Regions from separate parts of the Rattus norvegicus genome. Here region 2 is linked to region 1. Evidence: chromatin contacts called from public Hi-C data. All regions are on one chromosome and are shown on one strand. Each heading gives the region's core, a stretch centred on a gene start, on an enhancer-like site or on the middle of the called end of the contact. The rest is flanking DNA. Distances are from core to core; before and after follow the strand shown. Region 1 has its middle 39 kb from the start of Sec14l1. Region 2 holds the start of Sec14l1 (SEC14-like lipid binding 1).

Region 1 (5,117 bases), core at 1,241-3,740:
TCCAAGCCTGCCAGGGAGGATGTCAACCAGCAAGGACAAGGTAAGTCAGAATGGTCTATCATCCTTCCTTGGAAACAGAAAGGGGACCGGCCATGTTGGAAGTGGAGGTTTTACTTCAGTTTGACCCTTTCAGATTGCTTGCCTTCTTTCCCCCAACTAACTTTCAAAAGGGTGAAGGATTCTGGCACAAAGATGGGACATTTCAAAAAAAAAACAAAACAAAACAAAACAAAACAAAAAAAAAGGGGGCTGGGGATTTAGCTCAGTGGTAGAGCGCTTACCTAGGAAGCGCAAGGCCCTGGGTTCGGTCCCCAGCTCCGAAAAAAAGAACCAAAAAAAAAAAAAAAAACAAAACAAAACAAAACAAAAAAAAAAAAAACAAAACAAAACAAAAAGATGGGACATTTCAGGGGCAGGGCTTCCTATAACTAGGCAACCAGGAGGTGGGGTCAGAAGACTGGCAACTACAGTTCAAGCGTGAGTTCAGACTTGGGAAAGGAGGAGCCACAGGGCTGGGCGTGGAGCTTGGAGGTGGAGCTTTGCCTAAGCTGCTCGAGGCCCTGGTTCAAACCTATATCACCAAGAGAGATAGGAAGTCAGAGTCTGCCTTTCACCCAGCTGCTTTGCCCGAGGTGGCTGATGGCGGCGGCTGCATCCTGTAGGAGTTGCGTAACCATTACATAATTCTCCCAACTGACAGTCTGGGGACAAATGACCTTCCAATGACTTACACGCAGGCAAGGACAGAGCCATTTTCTGCTGTAGCGGCATAATTGATCTGGAAACAAAAACCAGAATAAATAGTTGTTCTATGTGAACCCAGACAGGCTTCTACTTGTAAAGATTATAAGAGAATGTTCCTCTGTAGTCTTCCAGTTAGCAGTTTAAACAGCGACTTAAATGAAACAAACACGTCCAGTCTTTGTTGAAAAGCCAAGTCCTAAGGGCTTCCCACCTGGGAGGGCTGAGGCAGGGATGGGAATGGGAGCTGGGGCATGCACAGGCGAGCTGGGTTTGGAGGTGCAGGCCCTGGAGGCCCAGGCAAACCACTCACAAATACAAGGCCTGTAAATTTAGGCTACAGAGAGATGGGTTGAAGGCCCAGCTGCTACAATGTATCAAGTCTGTCTCAAAATAAACCGTAAAACTGAAGGGGGGGGGGGTGTGGCTCAGTGGAGGAATGAATACCTGCCCTATGTTCAAACCTTAGCACAACAGGTGCACGGACACACACACACACACACACACACACACACACACACACACACACACGCACTCATGCACCCAAGGGCACACTCATGCACATCAACCCTATGGTGGGGGCAGCAGGCTTCTAGATATGGTGAACTGTCAAGGTCTTTACCGGGACCGTCTGTACCTGTCAGTGTGTTCTACTTCCCTTATCCCTCAGGTAAAGACTGTGTGTGTGTGTGTGTGTGTGTGTGTGTGTCCTTTCATATGTGTCAGCACAAGAAGAAAGGCTTCTTGTGTAAACTGCATCCTGAGAGGTACACTTTCCTACCCCCTCCACAGAAGAAAGCAGGCACCGATTTTAGCACGAAGCTAAAGCTTCCCACTTCCCAGGCCGTTGGCCTTAGGAGACTGGCCCAGCATCCCCCAAAGCCCTGATGATCTCCTCTCTGCAAGGGGCTCTTCCGAACTCTCTCCACTTACTCTCTGACTTTAGGTTTTGCTAAAGGTCATGTCTTTGGCATTTCCGGGTTTTCTTACCTAGGACTGAAAACAACAGTCTCCATCTAGGACAGCTGAACTGCTCTCCTTCCCCCACACCTTCTCTGATGTATTTCCTGTCTTCCCCCAGGGATCGGAAGTTCCCAGAGGGTGTCCGTAGCCACTTAGGCCAGCAGTCAGTGCTCAATTAAACTTCACTGGGATCCATCAGAAAGCTCAACTAAATGTGTTTGATCCATCAGAAAGGCGTAAACCAGGCTCAGAGAACCAAGCTCTGGAATCCTGGCCTTTCCTTTCCATTCAAGGTTGGTTTCCGAGGGCACGGCAACCAGTAATCCAGCCTCGCTGGCTCTATCTTGTCTGTACTTTTCAGCGTTAAGTACAGCTGTTCTTGCCTTGGACGCTTAAAACCCAGCAGTTCTCAACCTTCCTAACCCTGTGACCCTTAAATACATTCCCTTATGCTGTGGCGATCCCTATCCATAAAATTATTATTTTTTTGTTGCTACTTCATAACTGTAATTTTGCTGGCACGAGTCAGAATATAAATATTTTTTGGAGACACAAGTTTGCCAAAAGGGTTGCAGCACACGGGTTGAGAACTGCTGTTGAACCCTTACAGCTCAGGGAATCCGTCTCTGCATGGGGAGGCACATTAGAACATGCGCTTGCCCTCCACTGCACAAGCCCAGACTGTGGTCAGCTGCTCCAGGATGTGAGTATATCCCAGAACGGTGTACAACTGGGACCAAGTGATGGATTCCTAAGCGAGAGCCCCGCCCTGCAGCTGCACCTCCCGCATAGCTTTCTGGTGAAAGAAATCTTGGCTTCAAACCCAAACCGATCCTACCCTTTGTAGTGCTGGCCTCTGCAGAGTGCCTGGTGTAGGATTGCGCCCTCTAGTGGACAGAAAGAGAAGTAAAAAAATCCCACATCACAAGCGCTTTAGCGTTTGAGGACTTCTTTTTGCAAACCTCGGGGGTATTTTTCCTCAGGTGTTGTCCACTTGCTTTCGAGACATGTTCTCTCACTGGCCTGGAACTTACTAAGTAGGTTAGACCGGGGGGCAGGGAGCCCTAGGATCTGCCTGCCTCTGTCACTCCTGGGTTGGGATTAAACACCACATCCAGATAACTTTTGCTTGGGTACTGGGGATCAGAGGTCCTTGGTGTGTCCTTGCTTCGCCAGGCAAGCACTTTACCAACCGAGCTTTCTCTCAGGCACTAAGGCTTTCTGGACCACTAATTTCATGGGGTTATTCCTTATGTAATCCAGGGAGGCAGAGGGCCGGGCCTGCCCAGGACATGCCGAGGCCACATCTTAAGCATGCCTATGCTGTCTGGGGTCAACTAGTCAGCGCCTAGCATGTGTAGGCAGCCGCAGGGTCAGGGGATCTGATAGAGCAGATAGAAGGAAACAGGTTGGCTGGGAACTCTTGCAGCCATGTGCAGTAAATATCCTAGGCTTCCGTGGAGTCTGTAGTTCCCGAGTCCCAGCGTTGAGCTAGAAGCTGACTGCTGTGCAGTCAGTAAGACGGCAGCAGAGGAGGCCGCCTGGGGTGGAATTTAGAGGGTTTGGTGCTGGAGCTCAGGCCACCCTACCCTGTGATTTGATCACCTCTTCACTAGTCCTTTCCCTGCTCTGGGCAAACATCTGCCTCAGAGGTCCCAGCGCACACTCAGCATGGTGGTGGCACTTGCACCTCACCATGAAGACCCAGGCATGACCGTGAACTTGAGGCTAGGCTGGACTACAGAATGGGATACTGTCTTATTTTTTTTTAAAGATTTATTTCATGTTTGTGAATACACTGTAGCTGTCTTCACACACACCAGAAGAGGGCATCAGATCCCATTACAGATGGTTGTGAGCCACCATGTGGTTGCTAGGAATTGAACTCAGGACCTCTGGAAGAGCAGTCAGGGGGCTCTTAACCACTGAGCCATCTCTCCAGCCCTAGCATACTGTTTTAAATAATCCCAGTACTTGGGAAGCTGACGCAGGATTGGGGGTTGTTTGTGTCTAGCCTGGCCTACACAGTACGTTCCAAGTCATTCCTGTCTCACAGACCAAGCAGTGGACTCTTGGTCCCTCCAGTGCTCTCCTTGGACTGACTGAAGAGCCATGGGCTCTAAGTACCTTCTTCTACCCCAGCTACTTCCTGCTTGCTGTTAACCAGACATGCGCTCAGAGGGGCCCAGAAAACTGTTAAACTGGACCACACTGGTCCCGAGGACCTGCGGACGGGAGGCCAGGGTTGACTGAGGGGCAGACTGGAGCCACCATGAAGACACTGCATTCTGTGGGCAGGAGAAACACCCCACACCAGGATGAGTCAGGGACAGCCACCAAAACAGTCTACTCCACAAAGATTAGTACCAGCTATTTTTTCCCGGTGTACACTGCATCTTGACACCTTAATTTAGGCAGCACAGTCTTTTTCTGGAGACAGCACGTGGACCATAGTACCGACTTCGTGAGGCCCGAATGTGAAGCGATGCCAGGAGCCTGAAGCTATTGCAGCTTCCCTCCTGCCTCCGAGGCACCAAGCTCCTTCCATGGGATGCACCCACTTTACCTGAGGAGCCATCACCGTGACGTTCACTGTTAGGAAGGCACTCCGGGTGCAGAGGGGGAGGTGACGTGCCTAAGACCACAGGACCTGAAGCCCCAGAGGAAAACCCACGAGCTTCTGCCTCCACAATGAGCTCTCCCTGGGTCATGGCTTAAACGGCTCCTGTACACTGGGAACTTGCATGGTGCCTCTGCCGTAGCTTTGAGTGCTTCGGATTATGGTCAGTGGTTGCGAACCACGAAGGACTTACATCACAGGATTGAAATGACAGCCCTGCAGACAGTGGGCAAGCCCTCCAGGAGTTGTCAGCTGGATAACGGGATGGTGAGACCACAGTGGCCCAGTGAGTCAGAGTGACATGATGTAAGCCAAGGGGGCTGGCCCCTGGCACAGCAAGGTCAGAGTCCAAGTCAGTCTCCCAACTACTGCAAATGACCCATGCACAGTACGGTAGCTAAGCCTGTTCTTGTGAACCAAACACTCCATGCCAGCAGTGTACTGGATCTGAGACAAGGTTCCCTCGGTGTTCGAGCAACTGAGCAGAGGTAGGGACCGTGTTACGTCTGCTCCTGCTGAGGACATGGGGCCAGAGGGACCAAGGATATACAACAGAGGTAGCACAAAGGGTGACCCCACACCCACCCCCAGGCAGCTCTAACTCTAAGGCTCTTAGGAGAGGCAGCTGCTCAGCCCTACGGGAAATACAGCCCCTGACACCTAACCGCAAGGTTAGTCAGCAAGAAAGGGCTCCTGTGGGTTTAAGAGGCACATCAGCTGGGCCTGGAGTGATGCCTCACCGGTTAAGCACACTGACTGCTCTTGCAAGGGGACCACGGTTCTATTCCCAGTA
Region 2 (5,117 bases), core at 1,586-4,085, 39 kb before region 1:
CGAAATTCCTAGGAAATGTGTGGCCAGGATCCCACTTCTGCCTTCTCTGAGGTGAATGATGCAGGCTCACATGTCACCCCAGATACGCTGCAAACACAAACGTACACAGATACAGCTTCACAGGCATGTGGCTTAAAACCGCCAGACTGGACGCAGGTCACAGTCGCCATCACAGAACGGAGCAGCTCGTGAGGCAATGATAACAACGAACGAGTTTGCAGATCATCCAAGTTTAATCTTAAAAAGAAGCCAGAGTAAACTGAAATGTGAAGTACTTACAGCCATAATTAACTCAAAGGGATGTTTATACACCCGCACGGGGGACTGGTATTTTTGCACCATGGTTGTAATTCAATAGCAATCTTCTTACTCCTGAAAGACAAAAATACATGTAATAAATAACCACATTACAGAAAAAGAGTGAGTCTGAATTCACGTACCGTACCACACCCTAGAGACTGCCACAGGTCATAATCCCAAACACGCAGACGAAAGGATTTGCTGAAACACGGGAGGCAACAAGGCATTAAGAACAAGCAAAGAGGGCTGGAGAGATGGCTCAGTGGTTAGGAGCACTGACTGCCCTACCAGAGGTCCTGAGTTCAAATCCCAGCAACCACATAGTGGCTCACAACCATCTGTAATGAGATCTGACGCCCTCTTCTGGTGTCTCTGAAGACAGCTACAGTGTACTTACAGATAGTAAATAAATAAGTAAACAAATAAATAGATAAATCTTTAAAAAAAAAAAAAAAGAACAAGCAAAGACAGCCCACAAGGAAGGAGGGGCCACACTGATCTGGGGGAGGCCCTCTGCCCCCTGTATGGGCATCCCTGAGTCTCTGGCCCAGGTCAGGAGATCTAGTCCTTGGCAACCATGAAATCCTAGGATTCAGTTATTCGGTTTTTCTCTTGAACAACTTCTACAAGGACCCAAATAAAAAATGTAACATGTTAAGGCAAACACTCCGGGGATGACACAAAAACCTGGTGGAAACCCTACTGTTTTCTTTTTTTTTTTTTTTTTTTTTTAATTTCTTTTTTTCGGAGCTGGGGACCGAACCCAGGGCCTTTCGATTCCTAGGCGAGCGCTCTACCACTGAGCCAAATCCCCAACCCCAACCCTACTGTTTTCTTAAATGATGAATACCCCTTAAGGGCTGGTTTCAAAGGGAACTTCGTCTTTTCCTGTTTTCTAATAGTATGCTCCAGTTTCAGAGACTGTCTACAAATAGCAGGGAGACGGCCCAGCTCCAGCTAAGGGGTTCCAAAACCCTCCAGCCTCCTGAAGATGTGATCCCGCAAAGCAACCAATTACACGCTCAGGCCTGAGGTCAAGGAGCCCTCCTTCGCATACAGAATCACTCCAGCGCTGGCAAGGGCAGCTTTCTCTGCAAACACCCTTGTGTTCAGAGCCATCTAGAACATTTTGCTCACCTACTTAAAAGAGGAGGAGAGAAACAAACAGAAATATAAAAAGGAAGGAGAATCCAGCGAGCCCAGTAGTCCTGCTGAGGCTCAATCAATAAGGATGTTATTTTATTTGTGTACACTCAAAAGACAATCAAAAGTTCAAAACTAAGTATCTAGGTATTGCAAATTACAGCTGTTTAAAAAACAAACCAAACAAAAAAACAAAAAACAAAAATCCCTACTCTGATATACTTCGGAGGACTGCTATCTACAGCTGTCTACAACTTCTACAATGTTTACATTGCCTTAATCAGGTCTGGAACTTTGTCTGGTCTGCTTGGCATAGCACTCGGAAGAAGCAGGTTATGCTGGAAAACCACCCTCCAACAGTTGGAAAACTACAAAGGCTAGTAACTCTAGGTGACCTCAAGCATGCTATTCGCCTTCCAGATTCCATCTCCGTGAGAGGGATCTAACACTCCCGGTTCTCAAACCAAGAGGCCAGGAGCCAGACTCCTCAGTTCTCCAAACTCAAACCTTCATTAATCTCGATTCAGGCGCTGACGCGTCCTGGAGCGCAGAGACCGCGTTCCATTCACTCTCGTAAACCTTACAACGCTGGCGCGCGGTGGGGAATCTAATAATCGTTTATATTTTTTTAATTGAGAAAATTAGTTATCGGGTATCTCCCAAATAAAAGGAGTATGATTACCGGGTGCTGATGAGTATGGGAGAAGATGCAAGCGCTGCGTGCTGCCTGTATTAAGAAACTCTTACCCAAAGTGACTACACAGAAAGACCAGCTTGCTCGCCAGCTCCCTGAACTTGGGACAAATCTCGGCTTTAGGAGGTCTAGTCCAGATCCACACCCTGCGCGGGCATCCGGAGTGACCAAATGGCACCGGAGGCCGGGGCTGCCTCTGTTGCATGATAATTGGTGTTTGAAAATCAGCCCAGGGTCGGCCCCGGGGGAGCGCCTCCCTTCAGGCCAGGGCTGGACGGAGGGGGCTGGCTGGGTTCCGGCGGCGGCGGCGGAGGGACCCGGCTGGCTCCCCAGTCCCGGAGATGGCGAGCGCCCCCGGCCATCGCGGCAGAGAGAGCCGGCTGGAGGCGGGGACCCGGGCGCGCTCCTACCCTCCACGACGACGCGCGCTTACCTCTTGTCAGAAGGACCGGGTCGGGGACGCGGGGTGGCGGGATGCGTTCATGCCGGCGGCTCCGTGGGGAGAGAGCCGTGCCACAGGCTCGGCTGCCGCCACTCGACCGCCGGTTCCGGGGACGGGGGCCGGGACGGGAGGGCCGAGGGGCGCGGCGAGGGCTCGAGTGGTTGTTACGGGTGACGGGGAGGGAGGGACCAACCCGGAAGGGACGCGCGTGCGCATACCAGGCCGAGGGGGCGGGGGAAGGAGCGGGAGGCGGTTGCTAGGGAGGGGGAGGGGCGGCCGCCCGGCTGTCTTGGGGCCCTACTGCGCATGCTCGAGTTACCTATCCGCGCGTGCGTAGGAGGGGCTCAGGACGTGGTCTACCCCGACTCTGAGCTAGCCTCAGAGGCTCCTTCTCTTGGCTTCAGGGGGAGGGGGAAGGGCTGTGCAACGGGCGGAGCTTCGCAATTAGCAGACAGAGACCCCAGAAAAAATTCAAATACGCATTCCTGCCGGGGGTCCTTCCGCGGAGCGGGAACTGAGACCACTACGGGGTGTCAGCTAAGCTGAGCCTCCAGCTTGAATTCTGCGCGCCTGCGCTGTCTGAGCTTCTCCGTGGGCTTCATTTTTTTTTTTTTCTCGGTGGCTCAGAAGCGTCCTGCGCTCAGAGTGTCCTGATTGCATTCTGGCCTAGTAAAGGAGATGGAGCGAACAGGGTGGGGAGGAGCTGGGTGTAACCCAAGCACCCTTGTCAACACATCCAGATGGCTGGGGAATGTCGGACTGTGGGATAAGTGCTAAAGCGAGGGGCCTCAGTGGGGTGCTAGGTGTACCTTGCATTTCAACGTCTCCAACTTTAAAATTTGAGAGACGCACGAATGGAGACATTTAGGGGTCCTCAAGGCGGGCGAGTGACTATAAGCGGACACCTGGCACATCCACCCACACAGCAAAGCTAGTTTTAGAAGCAACACACAATTTCTCCATCAATGTCACTGTTGTTCCGTTCACATTAGTCACCCCGGGTGGCTTGTACTTTCAAGGTTGCCTGGCACACAAGGGTTTGGGCATTTCCTTCAGGACCTGTTTACCCACCACACAAGCAGATCATTCACTGCTGGATCACGCTTTGTTTCCAACTCAAACCATCATTTTCTGCACTGCTACCCGTGTTACTCGGGCTGATGATGACTTGCGCCCACGTGTAAGGGTCACATTTACCTTTAAAAGATGCTTTGGAAGAGAGAGATGGGTAAGATGAGTGAATGGCTCCTGAGATGGTCTTATCCGGAGCACACCATTCTGGCCAGCCTACAGATGCAACCACAAATTAACAGGAAACAGAGACTGGAGGATGGTGCTAAATTACAGCAAGAGAAGCCCAGACCTCAGGGGTGCAAAACGGACATAGTCTTTATCAAATAATTTCTAAAGAAAGATGAGGGGGAGTCTAAATGATAGATTAAGAGGAGTTGGGAAGGGGTTGGGGATTTAACTCAGTGGTAGAGCGCTTGCCTAACAAGCACAAGGCCCTGGGTTCGGTCCCCAGCTCCGGGAAAAAAAAAAAAAAAAAAGAGGAGTTGGGAAAATCACTTAGACAACTGTATGCTTAACTGCACTGACCGCTCTTCCAGAGGACCAGGCTTTGGTTCCTAGTACCTACTTGACAGCTCACAACCGGATGTAACGCTAAGCCCAGGGGATCCAATGCCCTCTTCTGGCCGACTCTGGCGCTGCATGCCAGGGGTACACAAGCCTACAGGCAGGCAAAAATATCCGCGTACATAAAAAGAAGGAGAAAATTTTAAGAGAGCATGTCTTCGGGGGTAGACTCTGAAATTTATTTTTATCTAAAATAATATAATACCCACAAGTAGCTACAAAATAATCCGGAGGAAGAAAGGGAAGAATAAGAGCACAGCGATGGCCATGGTGGTGCATGCTTTTAATCCTGTCATCAGGTAGAAGCAGCGAGTCTCTGTGAATTAGAGGCCAGGCTGGTCTTCATAGCAAGTTCCAGGCAAGCCAAGTTTACCTAGTGAGACCCTGTCTCAAAAACAAAGCACCAGGAACTGGAGATGGCTCAGCGGCTAAGAGCACTGACTGCTCTTCCAGAGGTCCTGAGTTCAATTCCTAGCAACCACATGGTGGCTCACAACCATCTGTAATGAGATCCGATGCCCTCTTCTGGTGTGTCTGAGGACAGGGATGGTGTACTCACATCCATAAAATAAATCTTTATGGGGGAAAAAATGCACCAAAGTACAAACAAGCAAACCAAACAAAACTGCTCAGCCGTCTCTCCAGACCCCACGAAAGTAACAAGCTCAAATAAAAAACATTTGTTTAGATGCATAATGTGGTATATATGGGAGAGGGTGTGGCTTAGCGTAGTGAGAGTTTGGTGTTAACAAAACCCAGTTATGTTATGGGAATGTGTTTTTGTTTTAATCCCAAGGGGTGGGATAAGAGGCTGCTTCACAGCAGGTGACTATGGTTTGCCTAGAGCACTAACAAGGGGTGTGATTTTTGCCAGCTGCAGATAGCTTAATTCTGGGAACT

Evidence for each region. Hi-C and Micro-C count contacts between places; a contact is called where the count stands out from the background.
Region 2: a Hi-C map of kidney shows a contact between it and region 1, with 3 times the contacts expected there. The contact joins the promoter of Sec14l1 here to the enhancer-like site in region 1. A contact is called at or near these places in 9 of 12 Hi-C or Micro-C datasets (the A7r5 cell line, the Rat2 cell line, Schwann cells and 4 more) and 1 of 1 datasets of contacts at active chromatin or transcription factors (oligodendrocytes).

What each region holds. Positions count from the first base shown.
Region 1 is chr10:102,777,539-102,782,655 of GRCr8, reverse strand. No RefSeq gene overlaps it. Among named protein-coding and RNA genes, the nearest start is that of Sec14l1, 39 kb to the left of the region's middle. Within about 2 kb of position 2,490, at least 56 of the 93 cell types and tissues checked have an H3K27ac peak or open chromatin away from gene starts, as enhancers often do. A contact at or near this core is called in Schwann cells and kidney, where this site is marked.
Region 2 is chr10:102,816,411-102,821,527 of GRCr8, reverse strand. It overlaps Sec14l1 (SEC14-like lipid binding 1), which reads right to left and starts at 2,835. Exons shown (of 17, transcript NM_001108309.1): 1 at 2,571-2,835; 2 at 280-372. The coding sequence starts at 342.